Regions from separate parts of the Mus musculus genome. Here all the other regions are linked to region 2. Evidence: chromatin contacts called from public Hi-C, HiCAR-type and promoter capture Hi-C data. All regions are on one chromosome and are shown on one strand. The core of a region is the stretch at or near the end of the contact, and the rest is flanking DNA. Distances in the headings are between cores, read along the strand shown. Region 1 holds the start of Exoc3 (exocyst complex component 3). Region 2 holds the start of Arsk (arylsulfatase K). Region 3 holds the start of Zfp825 (zinc finger protein 825). Region 4 holds the start of Pdcd6 (programmed cell death 6). Region 5 holds the start of E430024I08Rik (a long non-coding RNA gene). Region 6 overlaps Cast (calpastatin). Region 7 has its middle 38 kb from the start of Cast.

Evidence for each region. Promoter capture Hi-C pulls out the DNA fragments that hold promoters and counts their contacts. Hi-C and Micro-C count contacts between places; a contact is called where the count stands out from the background. HiCAR-type assays count read pairs that join an accessible place to other places.
Region 1: a promoter capture Hi-C map of liver shows a contact between it and region 2, with 2.6 times the contacts expected there. The contact joins the promoter of Exoc3 here to the promoter of Arsk in region 2. A contact is called at or near these places in 4 of 39 promoter capture datasets (the 3T3-L1 cell line, liver and pre-B cells), 1 of 484 Hi-C or Micro-C datasets (CD8 T cells) and 2 of 9 other capture datasets (adipose tissue and liver).
Region 3: a HiCAR-type map of astrocytes shows a contact between it and region 2, with 3 times the contacts expected there. The contact joins the promoter of Zfp825 here to the promoter of Arsk in region 2.
Region 4: a contact with region 2 is called in a promoter capture Hi-C map of liver. The contact joins the promoter of Pdcd6 here to the promoter of Arsk in region 2. A contact is called at or near these places in 8 of 39 promoter capture datasets (the C10 cell line, cranial neural crest, hippocampal neurons and 4 more), 2 of 484 Hi-C or Micro-C datasets (CD8 central memory T cells and pre-B cells) and 2 of 9 other capture datasets (adipose tissue and pancreatic islet).
Region 5: a contact with region 2 is called in a promoter capture Hi-C map of hippocampal neurons, with 4 times the contacts expected there. The contact joins the promoter of E430024I08Rik here to the promoter of Arsk in region 2. A contact is called at or near these places in 1 of 39 promoter capture datasets (hippocampal neurons), 1 of 484 Hi-C or Micro-C datasets (B cells) and 1 of 115 datasets of contacts at active chromatin or transcription factors (large pre-B cells).
Region 6: a contact with region 2 is called in a promoter capture Hi-C map of stem cell-derived epiblast-like cells, with 3 times the contacts expected there. The contact joins the enhancer-like site here to the promoter of Arsk in region 2. A contact is called at or near these places in 9 of 39 promoter capture datasets (the 3T3-L1 cell line, cranial neural crest, frontonasal cranial neural crest and 5 more) and 1 of 9 other capture datasets (liver).
Region 7: a Hi-C map of CD4 T cells shows a contact between it and region 2, with 2.5 times the contacts expected there. The contact joins the enhancer-like site here to the promoter of Arsk in region 2. A contact is called at or near these places in 8 of 39 promoter capture datasets (the 3T3-L1 cell line, the C10 cell line, embryonic stem cells and 4 more), 1 of 484 Hi-C or Micro-C datasets (CD4 T cells) and 1 of 115 datasets of contacts at active chromatin or transcription factors (astrocytes).

What each region holds. Positions count from the first base shown.
Region 1 is chr13:74,206,784-74,209,987 of GRCm38.p6, forward strand. Exoc3 (exocyst complex component 3) reads right to left here and starts at 1,917. Exons shown (of 13, transcript NM_177333.4): 1 at 1,875-1,917; 2 at 124-314. The coding sequence starts at 297.
Region 2 is chr13:76,097,048-76,099,984 of GRCm38.p6, forward strand. It overlaps Arsk (arylsulfatase K), which reads right to left and starts at 1,613. Exons shown (of 8, transcript NM_029847.4): 1 at 1,327-1,613. The coding sequence starts at 1,461. It overlaps Ttc37 (tetratricopeptide repeat domain 37), which reads left to right and starts at 1,687. Exons shown (of 44, transcript NM_001081352.2): 1 at 1,687-1,782; 2 at 2,324-2,393.
Region 3 is chr13:74,492,049-74,495,337 of GRCm38.p6, forward strand. It overlaps Zfp825 (zinc finger protein 825), which reads right to left and starts at 1,913. Exons shown (of 5, transcript NM_001377115.1): 1 at 1,802-1,913.
Region 4 is chr13:74,315,845-74,319,170 of GRCm38.p6, forward strand. Pdcd6 (programmed cell death 6) reads right to left here and starts at 1,482. Exons shown (of 6, transcript NM_011051.3): 1 at 1,263-1,482; 2 at 486-547. The coding sequence starts at 1,363.
Region 5 is chr13:74,462,018-74,465,060 of GRCm38.p6, forward strand. It overlaps E430024I08Rik (a long non-coding RNA gene), which reads right to left and starts at 1,595. Exons shown (of 8, transcript XR_003950546.1): 1 at 1,192-1,595; 2 at 565-649.
Region 6 is chr13:74,741,639-74,745,050 of GRCm38.p6, forward strand. Cast (calpastatin) reads right to left here. Exons shown (of 31, transcript NM_009817.4): 8 at 2,992-3,081. Among named protein-coding and RNA genes, the nearest start is that of Cast, 65 kb to the right of the region's middle. Within about 2 kb of position 1,688, at least 27 of the 459 cell types and tissues checked have an H3K27ac peak or open chromatin away from gene starts, as enhancers often do. A contact at or near this core is called in stem cell-derived epiblast-like cells, where this site is marked.
Region 7 is chr13:74,844,728-74,848,161 of GRCm38.p6, forward strand. No RefSeq gene overlaps it. Among named protein-coding and RNA genes, the nearest start is that of Cast, 38 kb to the left of the region's middle. Within about 2 kb of position 1,349, at least 19 of the 459 cell types and tissues checked have an H3K27ac peak or open chromatin away from gene starts, as enhancers often do. A contact at or near this core is called in embryonic stem cells, where this site is marked.

The DNA.
Region 1 (3,204 bases), core at 667-3,166, 1.9 Mb before region 2:
ACAAGACTGAGTCAACCTCAGTTGAGAATATATTTCCATAAAATAGGGTGGTAGGCAAGCAGGGTAGTGGCGAAGAGAAACTCAAGACAAATGCTCAGTCCCGTCATTTCTATGGTCTCCTACCTTTAGCCTGGCCTCTACAGAGGCCTTCTTCCGAGCTTCCCTTCTGCGATACTGCTCCACTTTGTCCAGTTGGTCTGGGCGCTGAAGCATCCCAGCAACCCTTTGGACTGCTGTTGCAACAGCCTCCAGGTCTGTCTCCTTCATTGTCAAAAAGCAGGCAGAATCTTTGCACATGTCATACCACAGGTACACTATATACACAAAGGAGAGGGTATGTCAAAATGAAGTGACGACTCCACATGCAAAGGTCATGTGCTCACCATGCAACTAATGGAGAATTTCTATGGCATTTAAATTAGCAAACTAGAAATGAAAGCTGAACTTGGGTCATAAACTCCTTAACAAAACTGCAAATCCTTAGAATTCAATTGCTAAGAAGATTTTACCTTAACAGAGAGAAGCAGGGATATCTCACAGGCGTAAGACAGTCACACAGAGAGTATTTATACAGGGACTTAAGACTATGTCAAAGGCAGCTCTAACACAATTCTTAGCCCTATAAAAGATCAGCTTTTCATTTCTGGAGCTCACCCTAGTGCTGCCCAAGTCCATGGGGTAGTTAGTCACTGGAAGGCAACAACTATTACCTACACTTCAGCAGCAGCCCAGTGGGCAAACACGAGTCTTATACTCCCTTACCATTGCTCTGGGTGGCCAAGATACCACTTCTTACTTTTGAACACTTCTAAAAACAAAGATAAGACAGCAAAAGGTAATTTATTGTCCTTACTTGAGTAGCTTGTTTCCCCTAAGCACAAATGTACCCGGTCAATCACCCTTTAGTCTAATATCTAATACTATCCAAGTCATGGACCTACAATGGCTATTTGCTGACTATCCAGCAAATGAGGGAATTAATAACACTGTTTCCTTTAATTTCAGCTACTCAACAGCCACAGATGTGATAAAGACCTACCTTCTGGAATCTTTCACTCTATTCCCAAGTAGTCTCAGAAAACCACTAAAATCCATTGTACATTTCCAGTTATGTAGCTTCTCCCTGTGTATTTCTCTCTTTGCATTTTCATTCAAGTGGAACAGCATTGCAAACACCATCTTCATCTTCTGACTATAAAATTACTCGTACCCAGACAGGAAATCTGAGCAGGCCACAGAAAGAGGATTCCACAACCACTTCTAACAGGACTGATTCACTGCGGGCTTTTTTTTTTTTCTTTTGCTTTAGTTTGACATGTTATCTTCAGCATTCCCAAAACATTAAAACTTGTATAATTCTATTTACAGGACTAGGTATTAAACATAATACCAAACCATCCCTCTGGCATGGAGTCCCCCACTCCAGCTGACAGGTGAAAGGCACTCCTGTGGCAGTGTTACAAGCCAGATGCAAAAGGAAAGCTGACCCAAAACCAAAAAAGCTTTGCAAGAAAGAGTCCACTCATAAACCTGAACACAGAGAATCAAAAACTAAAAAAACTGTACTGGATCGCCACCAAATCTGCTTCCAATGGCAGCTTGAGGACTGTCAGATTTCCGGCCTCTGGGGCAAAAGGGAACTCTGAGGGTAGAAGCAGCCCCGACCAAGGAGATGGGAGGGACGCACACCGAGGACAAACCCAAACCCGCCCAGGGACCCGCACTAGAGGGTGTCGCATCCCGCCAGAAACGTCGGCCGATGCTGTCCCTCGCCAAGGACAAACCCACTAAGGGGTACACTGTGCCACAGTCGAGGGCCCAGCGCCCCGCCCACCGCACAGGCACCCAAGGCTGTCAGAGCAGAGCTTCCTCACCGTCCGCAACGCCGCTGCCACCTCCCGGAGCCGGACCGGAAGTGTGCAACGCGGTCACTTCCGTTTCCGGCGTCTGGGCGGAAGGATGGGCTCTGGGTAACCTTGAAGGCGCTGTACGGGCGATCTTTCTGTAGACTCTTAGGAAACTTGTGCTTCTGGTGACACAGACTCAGGATCAGGGATTACAGATTCAGGCCTGGCTCCGCCGTCTGACGTTTGGCGCTCTCCCGACCCTCTTATTTTAAGTAGCACCTATTGTACCCACCCTTTCTCTCCGGATTAACCACTTAGGTTTGCCCTTGCTCAGTTCCTCCCCTTAGCTACCTTAGTCTCTCCACACCTCTCCATATCTTTACTGTGTCTTGTATTCAAGATTCCACTACTTATATTTCGTATATTTGTTTCTTCTTGCTGTCCTCGCCCTCATCCCCCAGAGGTTTCTGACAGCAAGTAGATTTCAAGTATTCAGGACAGTGCCACAGAGAGTGGGCTGCCTGCTGATAGCTGCTCGCGTAGCACGTAGAAGCGGCGAAGAAAACAAAACCACGAGCAAAACAGCAGCTGGTGGAATTACTCCAGCTGAAGGAAGCAGTGAAGCATCGAGTCGCCCCGGTACCTAGAACAGCCAGAAACTTTGTTCTACCTCTGCAGATACAGAGATTTCCCCACACTGTTACGAACTTTTAGTAAATTTTGGCGGGGTTTAGGTTCTTCCACTCACCCATCAGGTATGACAACCCTACCCTGACAGGTTTGGTTGTGTTTTTTTTTTTTCACCTTTTCTGCATACATTTGTTGAGTTGTGTGCCTATCCATAACATCACTACAAAGTCTGGCTCTCCCAAGCCAATGGATGATGGGGTAAATCTTCAGTAAATGAAAGAACAGTATAGGTAACCTGTCATAACCACAATGCAAATTATATGATGAAGTCAGTCTTTTAAAGATGCAGACCCTCCCTTAGTGTAGGGGTTGCAACTGGGAAAGTGCCCTGACCCCTTAGTTTATGACAAAACAGGAGAAATTTCAGCTTCATGAATGTTTAACTGCAAAGTGGGGAGGCACAGCTACCAAGACAAAGCTGCGGTTTTCCTTAGTTACCTTATATCCAACCCTAATCTCCTGCTGCCCACTATATAGTGGAGTGTTTAGTCATGGTGCTCCCTAACGAATTCAGTTAACTAGCCTAGTTAGATGTGAACTGCTTCAGTAGATGACTCAGCTTGTTTCCTTTCAATTAAATAAATAAAATAAGAATCTCAGCTTTTGTTTTTGGTAAGCCACAGAGTGACAAAGCTCAGGATACTTTTGAGTGTACAAGTAAGTTCAT
Region 2 (2,937 bases), core at 363-2,862:
CTCTATAGTTAGTCACTGTAAAAACTGTCAAATGGTTTTCCAAGGTGGCCACACCACTTTACAAAGCATCTCAACAGCCGTGTATGAGGTTTCTAATTCCTCCATATTCTCATTAACTCTGGTTATTGTTTATGGTGTGTGTGTGTGTGTGTGTGTGTGTGTGTACTAAAGAACTGACATATTAACTGTAAAAAACAACAGGCCAAGCACAACAGTTTCATACTCTGATCATATTTACCTCCACATTCCCTCCTCCCCACCCTTGGCTCTTCCCATATCATCTCACATGACTTCCTCCTATTTTTATGCCTTTTGATTCTGGCTATCCTTATGGGGATCAATTGGTTTGAGCTACATTTCCCTAATGATTAATGAATCTAAGCTTCTTATGATGGGCTTATTGGCTATCTGTGTATATTCTGTGTAGGAATGTCTTTTCAAATCCTTGGCTCATTTTAAATTGCCTAAACCAAGATTATGACAATTTACACTTCCATTGTCTTGAAGGAGTTTTATAGCCTTAGCTTTTACATTTAAATCATTGACTAACTTTTGTTTTTACACATGGTGGAAGGCAGGACCCAATTTTGTTCCTTTCCATGTATATATTTACTTTTCCAGCACTACTTGTTTATAAGACTATTTCTGGACTCTTAATTCTACTCTACTGGTCTGAATATTTATTGTTCTGCATGTAAAGTACTATTGTGGCTATTGTAGCTTTACCATTAGTTTTGAAATTAAAAGCTTTTTTTTTTTTTTTTTAAATCAGTCTTCTTTTTCATGTTTTTTTCCCCTTCCCAATTCGAGGTCCTTTCACTTTCCATATGAATTTAAATCAAATTTAAGGTGATGCATACACAAATAACTTCTTTAAATCAGTGCTAACACAAGTATAGAATGTCTAGATTAGTGGTTCTCAGCCTTTCTATGCTGCAACAGTTTAATACAGTTCCTCATATTATGGTGACTCTCCCAACCATACGATTATTTTTGTTGTCACTTCATAACTGTAATTTTGTTAGGTATGAGTTGTAATGTAAATATCTGATATTTCCGATGGTCTTAGGTGACTTCTGCAAAAGGTGACTCGACCTCTCCCAAGGGATCGAGAGCCACAGGTTGAGAATTGCTGGTCTAGTGAATAAAGTTCAAGGAGCAAAGCCCAGGAGTTAGAGACTGGCTTCTTTCTACTACTTTATTAGTATGCACATGCGTGCTTGCAGGTGTGCGCATGCGGGACCTCTCAACCCCAGGGTCCTGTTCCCTGTGATGTTTCTCCACAGGCTCTGGGCGGTGTCTGCTCCCCGTCCTTTGGGTACTTACGAAGGAGTCACTGGCGACCAGCACCACGTTGGGCGCCTGGTTCACTTGCATCCTTTTCTTCTGTGTTCTGGGGGCCGGTGCTGCGAGTGCTAACGCTGCGACCACCGACACCAACAGCAACAGCATCGCGGGCATGGCCGTTCAGAAGCGGCTGCTGAGCGGGTCTCCTGTAGCCTGCTCTCCAGTCATGAGCAGGGGCCGGACTCTAGGGACAAGACTAGAAGTTTGGCTTACAAATACAGAAGTAAATATGAGCGGCACCTAGAAACTACACCTCCCATCAGGCCAAGGGCAGGCGCATGCGCAAAAACCAATCGCGCTCAGCCCATGTGAAGACCGTTTTAATCAAATTTCGAGCTAATGATAGCTCTGCCAGTTCCTCTCACTCAAGCGATGTCTGGGGAAGCGCGCATGCGTTGTTCAGACTTGTACTTTGTGGCAGTCCCACATGCCCAGGTGGGTTCTGATCGCTTCGGTTTTGGCAGAAGTTGAAATCTAAAGGCAGTAGAAGTGGTATTTAGGGGGAGAAAATACTGAGCATGAGCGTGATGTTACGGGCTGTCTTCCTTTTGTGCGGGGCTGAATGTTCGCTGACAAAGTGAACTTGGCGGTGATGAGGTGGCAGTGATTCTGTCACTTGAATTGGATTGGGTTGTGCCTATATGGGACTTTAGGCTAGGTCACCTCGTGTGTGGTCTGGGTAGTGGTGTGGATTTCTGCTGCGTTCCGGAACCCTAGTCAGGAAGCCCCCCTCATCGTATTTCCTCCGTTTGCCGACCTGTAAGGATTATGCTCATGTGGGTTGAAGAGCGGGCCTAATAAGTTTCAGGTTCCAGATACGGAACAGCTTGGCTGTTCTTTGTCTTTGGAGTAGCAATAGGGACCGGTTCTAAAAGGTACAGATGTGGACTGTGTGAAGTGTGCGGTTAATTGATGTATGCTCGGAGTAACATTGTTGGGTATAGAATAATCAGCTGTTCCTTTTTTTGATTGCTAGATTCCTTTGGAGAATTCTGGAAGAAGCACGTTTCTATTTTCAAGTCAAATTATTCACTGATAAGTTTCAGGTATATATAATTGTACATTACACCACTTGTGTTGATTTTCTGGCAGGAAAAGGAGGAGTAATGCTATTTATTTAAAATCTCAACTCTCATATCTGGCAGCCTTGTGTACAGATTAATTGTAATAAAACACCTTACACATCTAATACAGAGCGGTATGTGTTTAGTGTCTGTTAAGCTTTACTGTATATTTACTGTGTAGCATGCTTTACGTGGAATGTACTCCTTAATCTTCACTTAGACTACTTTACAGATGCGAAAACAGAGAGGTTAAATAACTTTTCAATAGCTTATCTAAGTAGATTACCTCCTAAACAGGGCACACTCCCCAGAATTGTGTTGAGTAAATTTGGAATGTAGGACATACTTTACAGAAACAATATCAACTGGTGCTTAGTTTTATAAAAATTACATTTGGTATTCTTTTTTTTTTTTTTTTTTTGCATAGTAATGATTCGTTGAACACAGATGATCCTTGAAGGCTCTGTTTCTGCAGGCCCTTGTTCTGAGGACAGAGCACATCCTTTTCTTCTTTCTGTAATTGCGG
Region 3 (3,289 bases), core at 663-3,162, 1.6 Mb before region 2:
TCCCAGCACTCGGGAGGCAGAGGCAGGCGGATTTCTGAGTTCAAGGCCAGCCAGATCTACAGAGTGAGTTCCAGGACAGCCAGGGCAACACAGAGAAACCTTGTCTCAATAAATAAATAAATAAATAAATAAACAAACAAACAAATAAATAAAAAAAATTTAAAAAAAAGAAAAAAGAAAAAAAAAAAGAGTTGGGTTCTGAGGATATAAACTATCATGAAGGCCTTGGCCCCAGGCCATTACCAGCTCTCCCAAGGACTTTCCTGGCTTTAGAAAGGGAACTCTATTTAATTCTCAATACATTGTAACCTCAGAAAAAGCTCCCAAGGCCTAGGCTCCAGACCATTATTGGCTCTGCAAAGTAAGTTCCCGGGTTTGAGAAGCAGTTATATCATTCTTTATACATGAGAACTTTAGGGAAAGATTTACTTGATAAGGCTAGCCCTCCATACAACAATGTTTCTTTCTTCTCTCCCTCTCTCTCCATCTCTCTCTGTTTATTTATTTACATTCTAACTGTGGCCCATGGTCTTGTTGCCCCTCCCAAGGTTCTTTACGCTCCTCCCCCTTCCCTTTGCCTGTGACACCTTGCTCCATCACTCCATCTCCACTCCTCTCATCCACTCCTCACCTTCCTCATTCTTCTTCCCGGGGGAATCAAGTCTACAAGATTAGGTGTATAGTCTCCTATTCGGTACAGATTAGCAGTCCTCTGCTACATATGTTCCTGGGACCATGGACCAGCCCATGTATTCTCTTTGGTTGATGGCTTGGTCTCTCTGAGCTCCCGGGGGTCTAGGTTACATGATACTATAGGTCTTCTTAAGGGACTGGCATCCCCTATAGCTCCTTCAATCCTTCCCCTAACTCTTCCATAGGGTCCCTGACTGGAGTCCATTGGTTGGCTGTAAGTATCTGCATCTGTCTCAGTTACTGGTAGAGACTCTCAGAGGACAGCCATGCTCAGCTCCTGTCTGCAAGCACATAGGTGTTTTTCCTTCTCAAATGGATGTCAACCAGTGGAGTGGCAGAACAATGCTTTTCTCAATTAGACAATGGGAGCTTTAGGCACACCAGGCCTTCATGTTGGTTGTGACTCTGTTAAGGATGGATTGAGCAGCTTGTTACAGACCTGCTTTTTGCTTTGAGCATGGGCCAAGTGGCTGATTGTACATCACAGTTGTCTCTCCTTTGTTATAGTTTGGAGCCAGCTGTGTAGACAAACCTGGTGAGCTAACATGTGAATCCTAGCATCCTAGTCTCTAACCGGCCTGCTTAGCATACTAACCTGTGGGGTGTTTTTGACACAGTCCTCCATCAGCTAAATGCTACTTACTGTCACTATTTCCTAAGCTTGGTAAACCCTTTACATCATCAATTCTACTCTTCTACATCTCAGCTTAACATGGGAGTGCTACCCAACACATGAGATGCCTTTTAACAGCTCCACAAAATTAACTACAAATGGATCTTATACTTAATAGGTAAATGCTGGGGGCAAAACTTATAGAAGATTCAAGAGAAACTAGGGCTTTCCATGTTTGGCATCCTGCCCGTGATATTTCTACAAGCAAGCCCCTAATCCTAATGTTTTGAGCTGATTCAGCCCTGATACTGATGTTATTCAGAGTTCACCGCCTGTTTTAGCAAGTGAGGAGCATCACAAAGGTCCGCACAATTGGCCACATCTGGTTACATCTGGCTGAGGCTTCCCATCCAGCCCCAGAGAGGACCCACCACCTCAGCTCCCACTGCTCAGCCACCTGCCCCTATCCATTATAGACAGTAACCATGCGCTCACCATGTTTCAAAAACGGAGCTTACTTGACGTCCCCTCACAGCACCCAATAGCAGCGCTCAAAGAAGACACGGAGAAACATTCAAGCCTGTACAGCAAAAAACAAACTTCCAGTAAGGCTTCCGGAAGAAACCGAGTCGTTGTGTGACTGGCAGTTCCGCCCGGAAGCCTTGATTGGCCAGCGAGTCTTACCCCTCCTCTAGTTTAAAGTGTGCTTCCTGTCCGGGGCAGGTCCTTTTACAGATCTCGGGAGTCGTTTGCATTCGGGTAGCTTTTGGTGTCTGTCCTCCTAGAGCCTCATCTATCTGTGGTCCCATGCAGCCCTGGAAGAGGATCCACTATCGTCGCTCAGGCTGTTCATCCGCCTGCTCCTCCCCTTTGTGGGCAGTGATCTAGCACTCACCATGTCTCAATTTCGGAGCTCGCTTAAGGTCCCCCACCGCACCCAACGCAGTACTCAAAGCAGGACAGAAAGGACTATTCATGCCTGCACAACAAAACGAACCGGCAGGAAGCCACCCTAAACAACCCTCATTGTCTGACTTGCAGGTCCGCCTGGGGGCCTTGATGGGCCAGTGAGTCTTACCCCTCCTCAGGGTTAAATAGAGCTTGCAGTCCCGGGTCAGACCTTTTCCAGATCTCTGGTCTGACTTGCTCTCCAGTAGCATTTGTGTCTATCCTCCAAGCCTTGGGAGCTCAGGCTGTTCAGCTGCCCCCTACTTCCCGTTTTGACAGTGGTCCTGCACTCACCATGACCTACTTCCTGGCTTGCTTGAGCTTTCCTCACAGCACTTTCCCTTCTTCCTGAAATCAAGGTGGATAGCCTTTTATGAACTGAGAGTGGAGGTATCATTCTGGCTCACCAGTGGAAGGATGCCCAGGATATTAATATGAAAGAGGATTTTAGGATACAAGAGTTTTGTTTTGTAGCTTGATGCTGGCTTCAGGGAAACTGCAGGTCCTTTTCACCAAAAAGGTATGAAACAACCTTGGGAGAAAAGCAGGAAAGAGATGACAAACAGTGTAGAGCACTGTTGTTAGCCAGCGCATCTTCCTCAGTGGCAGGGTGGAGACAAACCACACTTGTATTAATTAGTACAGATAAATGTACCTCATCTCATAGGACGAATTTCTCTATGTATGTAGAAAGGGGATTAATAGAATGTCTCACAGACAGTGGTCCTCCTAGCCCAATAATGGCTGAGCACGTTCATTGCCAAGGGAAACAAGAAAAATCAAGGACTTGTTGAGTTCACATTGCTTGATATCTCAGCAGATCTTGAGAACTTACCATAATTCTGAAGAAATACGTACTTACTAATGCAGTTTAGAAACAAAACAAAACGAATGAATGAACAAACAAAACACCTTGCTAAAAAATATAGGGAAAGAAGTAGACAATTTGAAAGAACTTTCCTGTTTAAGGTCCTTTATGTATGTAGGTTTCAGAAAGAATGTGTAGCCTGGATTAAAGGTGGATCTTAAACTCTC
Region 4 (3,326 bases), core at 232-2,731, 1.8 Mb before region 2:
CTGCCTCCTGAGTGCTGGGATTAAAGACATGCGCCACCACCGCCCGGCAAGTTTTAGCAGTTCTTATAGCAAACATACTTCCACAAAAGTACCTAAGGACCATCTTGAAGCCTTTCAAAAACTAAGCAATTACTTCTAAATGTCACCTGACAATTTGTCAGTGTCCCCGATGATCCTCTTCAGAACAGTTGCTAAGACTGATAGCAGGTCAAAGGCCTTCTAGATAAGTGAGGGACCTCTGTTGCACAGAGCTAACCTTTTTCACTCTTGGGCAAGGTCTACACTATAGCTCCCATTTCAGAGGCTCACATACATTTGTTCTGGAGCTCGGTAAGGCAGCAATGATAATTAAGAAAATACAAACACAGAAGCTTAGCAAACACCTTTACCTTATACCGGTAATGGCAATTTAGTCTTAAGGACTTCTTTGGAAATAATTCCAGGAAGGAAACTGCTTACTGTGAATGAATCAGGCTTCAACTCACCATTGGATAATGCTTGCTGAAGCTCATTGTCTGAAATCACTCCACTCCTGTCTTTATCAACCCTACAAAAACAAACAAACAAACAAACAAACAGAAAACAGGTAAGCTGGTGATTAAATGTAAAGGAAGTATTAAAAATAAAACATAGCCAAGACATCATTTTCATCAATCTACACTAGGTCTGGAATGTTACTCTGGCCAGACCTTCCTCTTTGCTCAGCTGGAATGTCACACGCCCCCAGGTGTGCCAGAGACTAATGAACAACCAGAAGCAGTAGGAGGGGTTGAGTCATCTTTTCTCTATTCCTTTCAAGCTTTCTGTTAGCTCTTCAAGTCTGCTTAATTTATACCTGCACCAGTTCATCATAATAGGTAAAGAAAGATTCTCTAGGACGAATAAGTCATTCTTTGGCACGAGTCAGTGGAAAGACAATCAGTCATTCAGAAGGACGGCCAGGGACAGAAGACATGCAATAGCAGCCAGCTCTTTTCACTGATGCCGTTTTCCTGATTCAAGATTTGTCCTGTTTCTAACGCAAGCACCTGACCCTGTAGGGCGACTGTTCCGCGCCCTTCGGCCCTGGGCAAAGTCACTGCCAACATGACCCTGAACCCTGTGCTATTGTAGAAGAGAGAAAGTCGGGGATGGAGGGGAGTAGGAAGGACTGGGAAGGAGGTCGGGGGATGAAGGGCTGGGGAGAGGGAGGACTGGAGAATAGGCCCTGAAAACTGAGGACCGACCCAAGGGCCGAAGGAGCTGAGCGGCGCTGGCCTTACCGCTGGAAGACGTTCCACAGGAAGCTCTGGTCTGGCAGTGCAGCTCCAGCAGCAGGGCCGGGGCCACCACCCGGGCCTGGGCGGTAGGAGTAGGCAGCCATGGGCTGATGCACAGCGGCAACGCGGCCCAGCTCCACAAGCTATGCTTCCGCCTCAGTTATGGGGCAGGACCAGGAGCCCACAACTTCCTGGGAACAACGGAAGCGCGCACCTTTGAGTCACTTGGCAGGCGTGGTCCGTTGCCACGCAACGTCTGGAGGGCCTTGGGGTTAGTCTGAGCTCCGCCTCCTACTCTTGCCCGGCCTTGGGTGTCCCTTTCCTTTTCAGCCCCACCCCGCTCCGCCCTCCTGTGTGTCTCAGCCCGAAGCTGCGGCGGGTGAGCTCAGAAGAGACCACGCCATGAGGGGCCGACCCAAGCTTACAAAACGCCTCGACCTGTAACGGAAAGTGGTGAAAGCTTTCACTTGGACCGACGGCTTCCCTTTACGTCTGCATTAGTATTTAGTGCGAATGTGATGTGCACCAACCGCATGAAGTCCTCGGCGGAAACGCAAAGTGCATTTTGTGCACTCTGGAGTTTGTCCGTCTGTCCATACTACACCTTCTTGCCTTCCCACTTGCTTATATCGGTTTATGCCCAGCCTCCCTAGGTTTGCAGTGACTTCATTTGTAAATGGCCCGAGTGAGGTTTGGTCCTGAGGTGAGAGCTGTGTTTTCTCCACCCCTTACTTGGACTTCTGTACTTTTGGTGGTTACTCCTTTTAATTATAAGTATTCCTTCTTTCGTTCTAGATACTAATTCTATGGTGCTTTTATAGTTTGGAATGTCCCTAAATGGGAAAATGCATAGCATTGGGGCAACTACCAACCGGTCACATTCACGGGCTGTCAGGCCATCCTTCCACCTAAATCTGAATACTGTGAATAGCTCAAGATACAGATTACTCCGTTCTGCCATAGGATTATTCCAGCCTTCCTGTAGTCCTCATCCAGGGACAGACTTATAATAAGAACTGCTATGCTGTCTTTATGGGGGGTTTGTTTACCCCATAACTAAAGAAGAGGGTGAAGAGACCAAGGGCCAAGAGTATGGCCTTGTACATCTGAAACTTCCATGTGGATAATCATCCATTATTTAGCACAGCTATAGATCTGATCAAGTCCCAACTGTATCGTTTTCTGCTCCATTTCTCTTGTTCTTAGGACATCTTAAGAGACTTTCAAATTGCTCAAAGAAACATCTTATAGCTTTGACATTTACCTCAAAATCTACAAAATTCTTTAAGAAAGGTAGATTTTTTTTCCAGGATTTGGCGAATTCATTTTTTATAATTTCTCATAAACTGTTCATCTCACTTTTGAATAATCTTTTAGACTTTTCTGGTTCTTTTATTTAGAATCTGAGATCTATTTTTATTCTGTCCTCTCTCTGGCTCCTTTTCTCTTTACCAGAAATACAAAAATATTAATCATAATTTTCCTACTTGAACTGGAAGTTTTCCAGTACAGAGAAACTTCAGCAGACCCGAGGCTGCTGAATCCGGGACTCTACCAGCTGTTTGCTGACTTTGGAATGCTATAAAGGTCCAGTCCCAAAGAGACCACCTTCTGCAACAGCTTACAGGTAGTTGTCTTCCAGGTGCCACCATCTATCTCCTTGCCCTATCTCAGGTTTAGTTTCCTCTTAACCAGGTCTGTTCTAAGCTTTCCAGTAGAGAAATAAATGAGATAACCCTGTCCTCCTATGATGTTAATCATATCATGTGTCTGCATATTGGGCCACTCTTTCCTTTAACCTAATTCTCTGAGCTACTTCTTTGAGCTACTATATACACAAAATTGTTTTCCTTTAGAACTTTTCTAAACATTGGCTCTTTCTGGGAGCTGAGGTGCATGAAATGGGTAAGTCATTGTCATATCTTTTGCATAAAGATCTTTTTGTATGTGTACAGACGCATGCGTGTTCTTATACATATCTAATTTAAGTGTACCTCTAAGCCACATTGGTTCCTTTGCTTACTGGTGGAATGCACCCTGAACATTTGCACATGGAAGACAAATTTT
Region 5 (3,043 bases), core at 345-2,844, 1.6 Mb before region 2:
CATGTGAATCCTAGCATCCTAGTCTCTAACCGGCCTGCTTAGCATACTAACCTGTGGGGTGTTTTTGACACAGTCCTCCATCAGCTAAATGCTACTTACTGTCACTATTTCTTAAGCTTGGTAAACCATTTAAATCATCAATTCTACTCTTCTACATCTCAGCTTAGTATGGGAGTGCTACCCAACACATGAGATGCCTTTTAACAGCTCCACAAAATTAACTACAAATGGATCTTATACTTAATAGGTAAATGCTGGGGGCAAAACTTATAGAAGATTCAAGAGAAACTAGGGCTCTCCAAGTTTGGCATCCTGCCCGTGAAATTTCTACAAGCAAGCCCCTAATCCTAATGTTTTGAGCTGATTCAGCCCTGATACTGATGTTATTCAGAGTTCACCGCCTGTTTTAGCAAGTGAGGAGCATCACAAAGGACCGCACAATTGGCCACATCTGGTTACATCTGGCTGAGGCTTCCCATACAGCCCCAGAGAGGACACACCACCTCAGCTCCCACTGCTCAGCCACCTGCCCCTACCCATTATAGACAGTAACCATGCGCTTACCATGTTTCAAAAACGGAGCTTACTTGAGGTCCACTCACAGCACCCAACAGCAGCGCTCAAAGCAAGACACAGAGACGGTTCAATCCTGTAGAGCAAAAACAAACTTCCAGCAAGGCATCCGGAAGACCCCGCCTCATTGTCTGACTGGCAGTTCGCCCTGGAATCCTTGATTGGCCAGCGAGTCTTACCCCGCCTCTAGATTAAAGTGTGCTTCCTGTCCCGGTCCAGTCCTTTTACAGATCTCGGGAGTGGTTTGCATTCGGGTGGCATTTGTGCCTATCCTCCTAGAGCCTCCTCTATCTGTGGTCCCAGGCCGACTTTGAGGAGGATCCACCATTGCAGCTCCGGCTGTTCATCCGCCTGCTCCTCCCCTTTGTGGGCAGTGATCTCGCACTCACCATGTCTCAACTTCGGAGCTCGCTTAAGGTCCCCAATGGCACCCAACAGCATTACTCAAAGCAGGACGGAAAGGACTATTCACTCCTGCATTCCAAAACGAACGTGCAGCAAGCCACCCGGAAGAACCCTCCTCATTGTCTGACTGGCAGATCCGCCTGGGGCCCTAGATTGCCCAATGAGTCTTACCCCTCCTCAAGGTTAAATAGAGCTTCCAGTCTTGGGTCAGACCTTTTCCAGATCTCTGGTCTGACTTGCTCTCCATTAGCATTTGTGTCTATCCTCCGAGCGGTGGGAGTGGAGACAGCATTTCAGCTCAGGCTGTTCAGCCGCCTGCTCCTTCCCGTTGTAGCAGTGGTCCTGCACTCACCATGACCTACTTCCTGGCTTGCTTGAGCTTTCCTCACAGCACTTCCCCTTCTTCCTGAAATCAAGGTCGCTAGCCTTTTACTAAACTGGGAGTGGAGTTATCAATCTGGCTCACCAGTGGAAGGATGCCCAGGATAATAACACTAAAGAGGATTTTAGGATACAAGAGTTTTGTTTTGTAGCTTGATGCTGGACCAGGGGAAATGCAGGTCCTTTTCACCAAAGAGGTATGAAACAACCTTGGGAGAAAACCAGGAAAGAGATGACAAACAGTGTAGAGCACTGTTGTTAGCCAGCGCATCTTCCTCAGTGGCAGGGTGGAGACAAACCACAGTTGTATTAGTACAGATAATCGTACCTCATCTCATAGGACGAATTTCTTTATGTATGTAGAAAGGGGATTAATAGAATGTCTCACAGACAGTGGTCCTCCTAGTCCAATAATGGCTTAGCACATTCATTGCCAAGGGAAAGAAGAAAAATCAAGGACTTGTTGAGTTCACATTGCTTGATATCTCAGCGGATCTTGAGAACTTACCAGAATTCTGAAGAAATACGTACTTACTAATGCCAGTTTAAAAACAAAACAAAATGAATGAATGAACAAACAAAACACCTTGCTAAAAAATGTAGGGAAAGAAGTAGACAATTTGAAAGAACTTCCCTGTTTAAGGTCCTTTATGTATGTAGGTTTCAGAAAGAATGTGTAGCCTGGATTAAAGGTGGATCTTAAACTCTCAAAAGACCAAGATATAGCAAGGGTTTCTCACTTCAAAAGGAATAATTAAGAAAACTCCCTTACAGGATGCAGGGTTAGAGTTAGGGGATTAGAGGGTTAGGATTAAGATAAAGAGTGTTTAGATTAGGGTTAGTGTGGTTAGGGTTACAGGTTTAGGGTTAGGCTCAGGGTTAGCACAAAGATTTTGCTGTGCTATGTGAAATCAGCTCCTGTCTCTTCTCTCATCTGCCTTCCCAGTCCTCTTTTTCATACTATCAGCATCTTCCTTCCTGCCCCAAAGAAAGTCATAAGGGGGCTATGCAAGAACCCGGAATTCCCTGATGGGAAATAGGTTTACTTTACTCAGGGGCCCAGTTCTCATACAACAGAAAACCACTATTTCTTCAGTTGTTGTTTTAAATTTCACCTAGGGAATCCTCTTAAAATGTAAGCAATCATGGGGCTTGGTGTCTTTTTTTGATAATGATATAAAGCATAGACCATTTAATTTTACCAGGTCTTTAGGTAATATAACCACATGGTTCAAGATCAAATGGTAGGCACCATTATTCTTGATGGTCCCACCGAGTCAATAGTATCCCTATTACACAAAGAAGAAATATCAGACTTACAAAGTATTCGTTTTGCATCTTAATGTTTTGTTTTGTTCTGATTCTAGTAACTTCTACCTTACAGATTTAATGGCTCCTCAAAAGAACCTAAAAGTTTTCCCATCCACATACCTCCAAAAGTGGCATACTAACAAAGGATACAATGACTTTGATATTCACAGATCCCAACAGACAAGTATAAGTTACTAAGTGCTAGTAAGGCATTTTTTTAAGATTTTTTTTTAATGTCCATGAATATACACTGTAGCTGTCCTCAGATACACCAGAAGAAGGCGTTGGATTCCATTATAGATGGTTGCAAGCCACCATGTGCTTACTGGGAATTGAACTGAGGTCCTCTGGAAGAGCAGTGCATGCTCTTAAC
Region 6 (3,412 bases), core at 438-2,937, 1.4 Mb before region 2:
AGGAAAATAAAGTGATAGATTGGTTTAAGTACATAATAAGTCCAAGGAAAGATATGAAGAAGGCAATTAAAATGTTGTTTGGTATATGGAAAAGATGGAGGTTGAAGAGAAGGGAGAAGAGGGGAGGGAAGGGAGGCAGAAGAGGCTAGGAAGGGAAAGATGGAGAGGAGAATAGGAAGGAAAGTAGTGGAGATGAGGTGACTCCCTGGGTTACAGAGGAAGGGATAAAACCCTGATCTGCACCAGGATTGCCTGGCCACCATACTTGTCCCGGGCCTTGAAAGCCTACAAGTTGTTTCTGAGGTAGCTTCTGTTCCCTGCGTCTTTGTTTCTGCTCACCAGGACAACTGTGTCACTTGCCTTGGTAGCTCATTGTTCTTTCCTTGATTCTTCTCATATATTTTCTCCTTTGGCTATAAATTACGGCAGTTCCTGCAGCTGCTAACTTTCCAACCTGCAACCGTCCTGCGTCTGTCCACACATAATCTCTGACGATGACCATGGGGAGCATCACTGTGTCACCTCTTATCTCCCACACTTGCCACAGCAAAGCAGCATTCAGATTCTGCCCTTGTCATGCCACCCTGTGCTTCTCTTCTTCTGCTTCCAGTAGCACGTACTCTGTATATTCCCGACTTATGATGGTGTTCTATGCCAAATCCTCTAGGGTCAGGGACTCTTGGCAGGAATTATATTGGTTAGGTTATTTCATTTAGGACCTTCCTGGGCCATGGATCATTTGCACATATCAACTCAGGCAGCAGATCTCAGCCTGCCTGAATCTGTATACCAGCCGTGACATACACAGGTGCTTCCGAATTATAAATTATAAATCACTTCCCCTGTCCCTTGTTTTCATAGTGATATGAGGACAATGATGGTACCTAGGGGTTGTGAAGGTTATGTTAATGTTTAATACTTAGTATGATGTAAGCACTTGCTATATAATTAAATACCAAATTAACAACTGCTATGACTTTGGTGCTAAGAACACGGTGCCAGGTACAAGCCAGAACCCCTTCCTAGAGAGTTAACTGCCCCCTTGTGTAGTTGTGTGCACACTCACAACTCTTCCCCCTCCCTCTTCCTGTCTCATCTTTTCCTTTCTCTCTATCTCCTCTATCTCCATTCCCTCCTCTCTCTCCCACTTCCTCCCTTTTTCAGTGCACCACACAATATATTAATTACTTTGCTACATGCCTTTTCTTAAGCCTGCCAAACATTTAAATTCAGTCTAGCCCTAATTAGGCATAGCCCATTCTTCATATATATCCTATAAGCTTCTGTTGATCTTTCAAAGTAACCAGAGGTCGAGCACAGTGCTGTAAATCTGCCACTCCACTTCTAAGCAGGCACTTGGTCTCAGTGCTGACCCTGTGCTTGGATCACAGAATGAGCCCCTCCAAAAGCCTGGCACTGTGGCATCTATCTTGTCTTGCTTCACTGTTATCAGCCTACTCATGCCATATTCTGAAGCCCCAGCACATTGTACATTTTCTTTACCTCTGCCCTACTCAGCCAACACCTTCTGAAAGCTGAATGTTTTGTCTCTGCTATAACTTTGAATAGCTCTCCTCTTTTCTTCTACTATAGCTCTAAGTTAGCCACATAATGGCTCACCAGCACCATCGAAACAGCCCTACGCCACCTCACCTTCCTGCCACTACCCACAAGCTCCTACAGCATTCTCCCCAGCAGCCTTAACCTGTCTTTCTAGTCTTACAGCCAGCAACCTCTGGACTCTGCTTTCTGACACTGGAATGTGCCTGTGATCAGACCTCATCTGAAACTGCTCAACATCTCAAAGTGTTTGCAAGCCTGGAATCCCAGCTGCCCTACATCAAAGGGGAGGTCGCTCAGCTCCGGCTCTCACTCCTGCTCCTGCTGCTGCTCCACTCCCGCTCCCTGTCTCTCTCACAGTCCTGTGAATCCCCTGCCTCAGATGGAATTTACCTTTTCTCATAAAATGTTTCTCTACACGGACACTTTCCTTAATCTGGCCAGCACATAGTACACTCAACTATAATGCTTCAAACCTGCCAAATCCTAAAATAAGTCAGGTTTGATTAGTCCTAATGAGATGGGTATAAATCACTAGTAAAGTAAAATAAAATAATTATGGAAAGTCCAGAATCAAGCCAATGAATAACAGAATTCCAGGTAACCTTTTGTCATGTGGATCATTTAGCTTTTACTGATAACATGGGCTAGTTAATTGCTAACCTCAAACCTCAGATTTTGAATATACTTTAAAAGTTTGTGTTATAACATATCTAGTTAAATCTATTTTTCAAAGTAGTTCATATAAATACACACTTGGTGTTTCCAGGCTGATGGTTAGGTCCTGAGATAACAGACAAGTAACCCATCACAAAACCCTTCCTTCACATGTGAGCATTTCTATGTAAAAAGTTTTTATGAATTTTGTTAAAATAATGTGTCTGGAATCCCAAGATCCAAGAAATCAGTATGTTTCAAGGGACTTTTACCTTTTTCTGCGACTTTCTGCACACTCCCAGACTGGCATCTGAAGCTCCTCCAGTGCGGGGTTTCTGGGACTGGGCAACACATCTAGAATCATGCTAGCAACTCACACCATTGCTGTGATTGTGACTTAATGTCAAGGTTGCTGTTGTGAGCATTCAAAGCTGAGCGTAATGCCTACTCAAGCACTCATGTAAGTTTTACGTTTTTGATTTCATACCTGTGAACCTGGACGGCAAGGCCTGAACCAACTTACATTTTAATTACTTTGGCATTGATATCAGGCCTTCGAAGCCAGTTGCCCAATAAGTATTTACTAGATATACACATTTCAAAATTATTTTAGTATTTTTCTCACTTTAAGTTCCCAAAACATGAGCTTTTTCACAAAAATACACACAAACTGTATCCATTGTTTCTGAATGTCGGGTTGTCCGATATGGGCTTCTTAGAACCAGAGCCTCATAAGCAGAGAAGTTCATGTTATGTCTGTATATGTATGCTCACCTTACCAACCACTTTGTCCAAGGCAGTGGCCACAGTCCCACCTCCAGCCACACTCTCTCCACCAGCTGAAGGAACATCTTGAAATTTTGTCTGAGAGCAGAGATAGAAGAGTGACAGGACTAAGTATCTTTGACTGTGGCCAAGATCATGAGTTTCCAAATGTCACCAACACCTGCTAGTTTGTTCTCATGAAATCACTGTGGAGAGAGTTTGCTAGCTTCCTCTGCATGTAATGCAAAGTTGTGCACAATATAGGGCAGATCTCAAGAGCCTACAGAGTCCATTTAGGTCACACAGATGTGAAAACACCATTATACCTGGCCAATGAGCTCAGTGTGCTGTGGCAAACTGGAGCCCACAAAGGAATTATAGACACTCCTCCCAACTGCTGTCATCTGAGCCCAGTTCTCCAGATAGTCTG
Region 7 (3,434 bases), core at 99-2,598, 1.3 Mb before region 2:
CTACCACTCAGTAAAAGGTATTTTATTTTGTAACCACTTCAAAGAGTATGGATAACTGTAGTTGAAATATATTATATACATGTCTGAAATGTCAGAATGTGACTCAAATGTGACTGTGCCTCTGGCTACTCATTTTGTTTGTTTGTTTGTTTGTCTTTGGTTTGGGGAACACCCATGTTCTTTAAAGTGTCCATTAAAATATTGCTTTGGGGATCTTTCATTAATAATGCTTTTAGAAAAAACAAAGAAAAACATTAGGAATATTATAATTTGGCAGTTATCACTATTAAAATTATACAGAAATTCTTTCCAGGTCATTACACAAAAATACATTATAAAACAAATTAGACATGTATTCTTTCCTTGACTATTTTCCTTCCTTCCTTCCTTCCTTCCTTCCTTCCTTCCTTCCTTCCTTCCTTCCCTCCCTCCCTTCCTTCCTTCCTTCCTTCCTTCCTGGAAGACAAAATAAAAGAAGTTTATTCAATATAACTGTTGGAACCTAGGTAAAATATTAAGGCCTAGATGGTACAGTGTCATGGTTCTGTTGTGGATTGCTGTTTGGGAGGGAGGGGTGAGGTCAGGTGAAATCTTAACTGATCAGATAAGGCTAGAGCCTGTGATTGGGCACTGGAAGGAAAAGGCAAAGCTGAAAGTCTTAGAGAGGATCAGATGAGTCAAGATGAGAGAGACCATGTGGCCTGAAGGAGCCTCAGGTAGCTAGGGATTTCATAGATGGGCATAGATGAGCAGTATAGGGCACAGATGCCCAATCTAGGTGTGCAGCTTCTATTTATATCAATTGAGTTTTATGTTCTTTGCACGAGCATTTGGGGGCTGGAGATTTATTGTTATAAATCTGGCTGGTATATTACAAGTCTCTAGTGCCATCATTTTACAGGGATAAGGGGATCTGAACAATCTCTCTTGTTTTGAATTCCCTACGTCCAGGGGATCCTACACTCCCTGACCACCTTAAATATTCAAAAGATGATATAACCTAGGCTGGACCAGAGATATCGGGGGGGGGGGGGAGACTAAATCTTTTGGGCTTAGACTCCATCTTAGTGAACCTGACTTAAGGTTGAACTCAAGTTAACTAATAGGCTAGTATCTCTCTCCAGTTTCCAGGTTACTCCCACCCGGACAAAACTTGTGTCTAGCACCAGTTTCCAGGTTATTCCCCAACAAATCTGTACCTCCAGGTTACAAGTCTGCCCCTGACACTTAACTTCTGAACAACCACAAATCAGGAGGAAAACAAAAGTTGACTTCACAGTGTGACTACCAGCACCAGCCAGTTAGGTTATAGGCCATAATCACCCCCCAATCAGATGTGTATCAGGCTAGATACCCACTTCCTGCCTTTATAAAGGCTTGCCTGAAACTGGGTTTGGGGCTCCACCTTCCTGCTGTGTTTCAGTTGGCAGGGAGCACAAGCTCAAACCTGAATAAAGAGCCCCTACAGTGGTTGCATCGGATTTGGCTCCTTGGTTGTCTTTTTGGGGTTCATGAACATTTCCTGGCACACAATACTTAGTACCACATATGCTTTAACAGTATCCATCTTAATTTCCATGTGTTTGGTTGTCTTTAGCTGATGGGGAAAAGTGGTATTATTGTGATTGGATTCTGTGGACTGTAAGATGCACTCACTGTAGAAGACAGAGAACGGCCCTGACATTACTGCTTGGGTGGGTAGATGTGGCAGCACATGCCTCTACCCCAGGTGCTCAGCATGGTGAAAGAGGATCAGTTGGCAGTCTGGTGTACTAGCTCAGTCTCAGGAAGTTTAAAGACAAATCTTAAACCTGGGCATGATAGTGCTCACCTGACACCTGGCCTTTTGGAAGCAGAAATCATAAGTTTGAGGTCAGCTTGGGCTGCATAGTAAGTTTCAGATCAAATTGGAAAATTTCATTACACACTGAGTCTCTGTCTCAAAAAACAAAGAAAACAAAAAGGTATATTGTATATGATGTAATTTATGGTTGAGGACACAATCAATCTGTGTAGGGTAAACAATTTACATTTTTCACAGGACCTTCCACTTTAAGGAATCATTGGGTATGACTGCTTTGATCCAGAAAGTAGCCATCTTTAAATTAGTATAAGGCATTTTAGCCTCCAATTTTGCTGATGCCCCTGAATCATCTTTTAGGGGTTTCCATAGGGATATCAACAAATGGCCACAGTTTGTATATTTAAAATTTTTGTTTTCTCTCCTAAGTAAAAGGCCTGCCTATTTTTATTTTGTTATTTATAGTAAATTATACCATGATTTACTTTGTCTGAAGTATTCTCCTAAGTTGGTAAATGCTATGCAGGGCACTCCAGGTTTCCTATTGTCTTTCCGGTCAATCGGCTATCTGGGATGCTTTCATTAACAAACTTGGCTATTATATCTATGAAGCCAACACTGACACTTCTCACTGCTACTTTCAGCTATAAGGATGTTTCAGCTTATTGCCCATTTGAGTGAGATTAAAGTTCAATGTTGGGAAAGAGCATGGACCTAAAGGAAAAGTACCATAGGCGTGTATTAGGCATCAGGCTCAATGCTGTGCTGTGTGCATTGTAGCCATTTAAAATTCTTTAAGTCACGTTGAATAAGAAATTCTACCTCCTGTTTGCACATAGCAACTGAGTGATTTACTCCTGGTTAAAATTTGTTTCATTAATTTTATGTTGCAGTCAGAAATCAGCCACCACTACATTACCCAGTTCTAAACCATGGGCTGAAGACCCACTCATCATTCTGTATAGAACTGGATCTTCATCAATATATATTTAAAAAGAAATAATCTCTGTTTTTATTTTATTTTTTATTAGGTATTTATTTCAGTTACAGTTTCAATGCTATCCCAAAAGTCCCCCACACGCTCCCCCACCCACTCCCCCACCCTCCCATTCCCACTTCTTGGCCCTGGCGTTCCCCTGTACTGAGGCATATAAAGTTTGCATGACCAATGGGCCTCTCTTTCCACTGATGGCCGACTAGGCCATCTTCTGATATATATGCAGCTCCGGGGGGTGCTGGTTAGTTCATATTGTTGTTTCACCTATAGGGTTGCAGATCCCTTTAGCTCCTTGGTTACTTTCTCTAGCTCCTCCATTGAGGGCCCTGTGATCCATTCAATAGCTGACTGTGAGCATCCACTTATGTGTTTGCTAGGCCCCAGCATAGTCTCACAAGAGACAGCTATATCTGGGTCCTTTCAGCAAAATCTTGCTAGTGTATGCAATGGTGTCATCGTTTGGAGGCTGATTATGGAATGGATCCCTGGATATGGCTGTCTCTAGATGGTCCATCCTTTTGTCTCAGCTCCAAACTTTGTCTCTGTAACTCCTTCCATGGGTGTTTTGTTCCCAATTCTAAGAAGGGGCAAAGTGTCCACACTTTGGTCTTTGTCCTTCTTGATTTTCATGTGTTT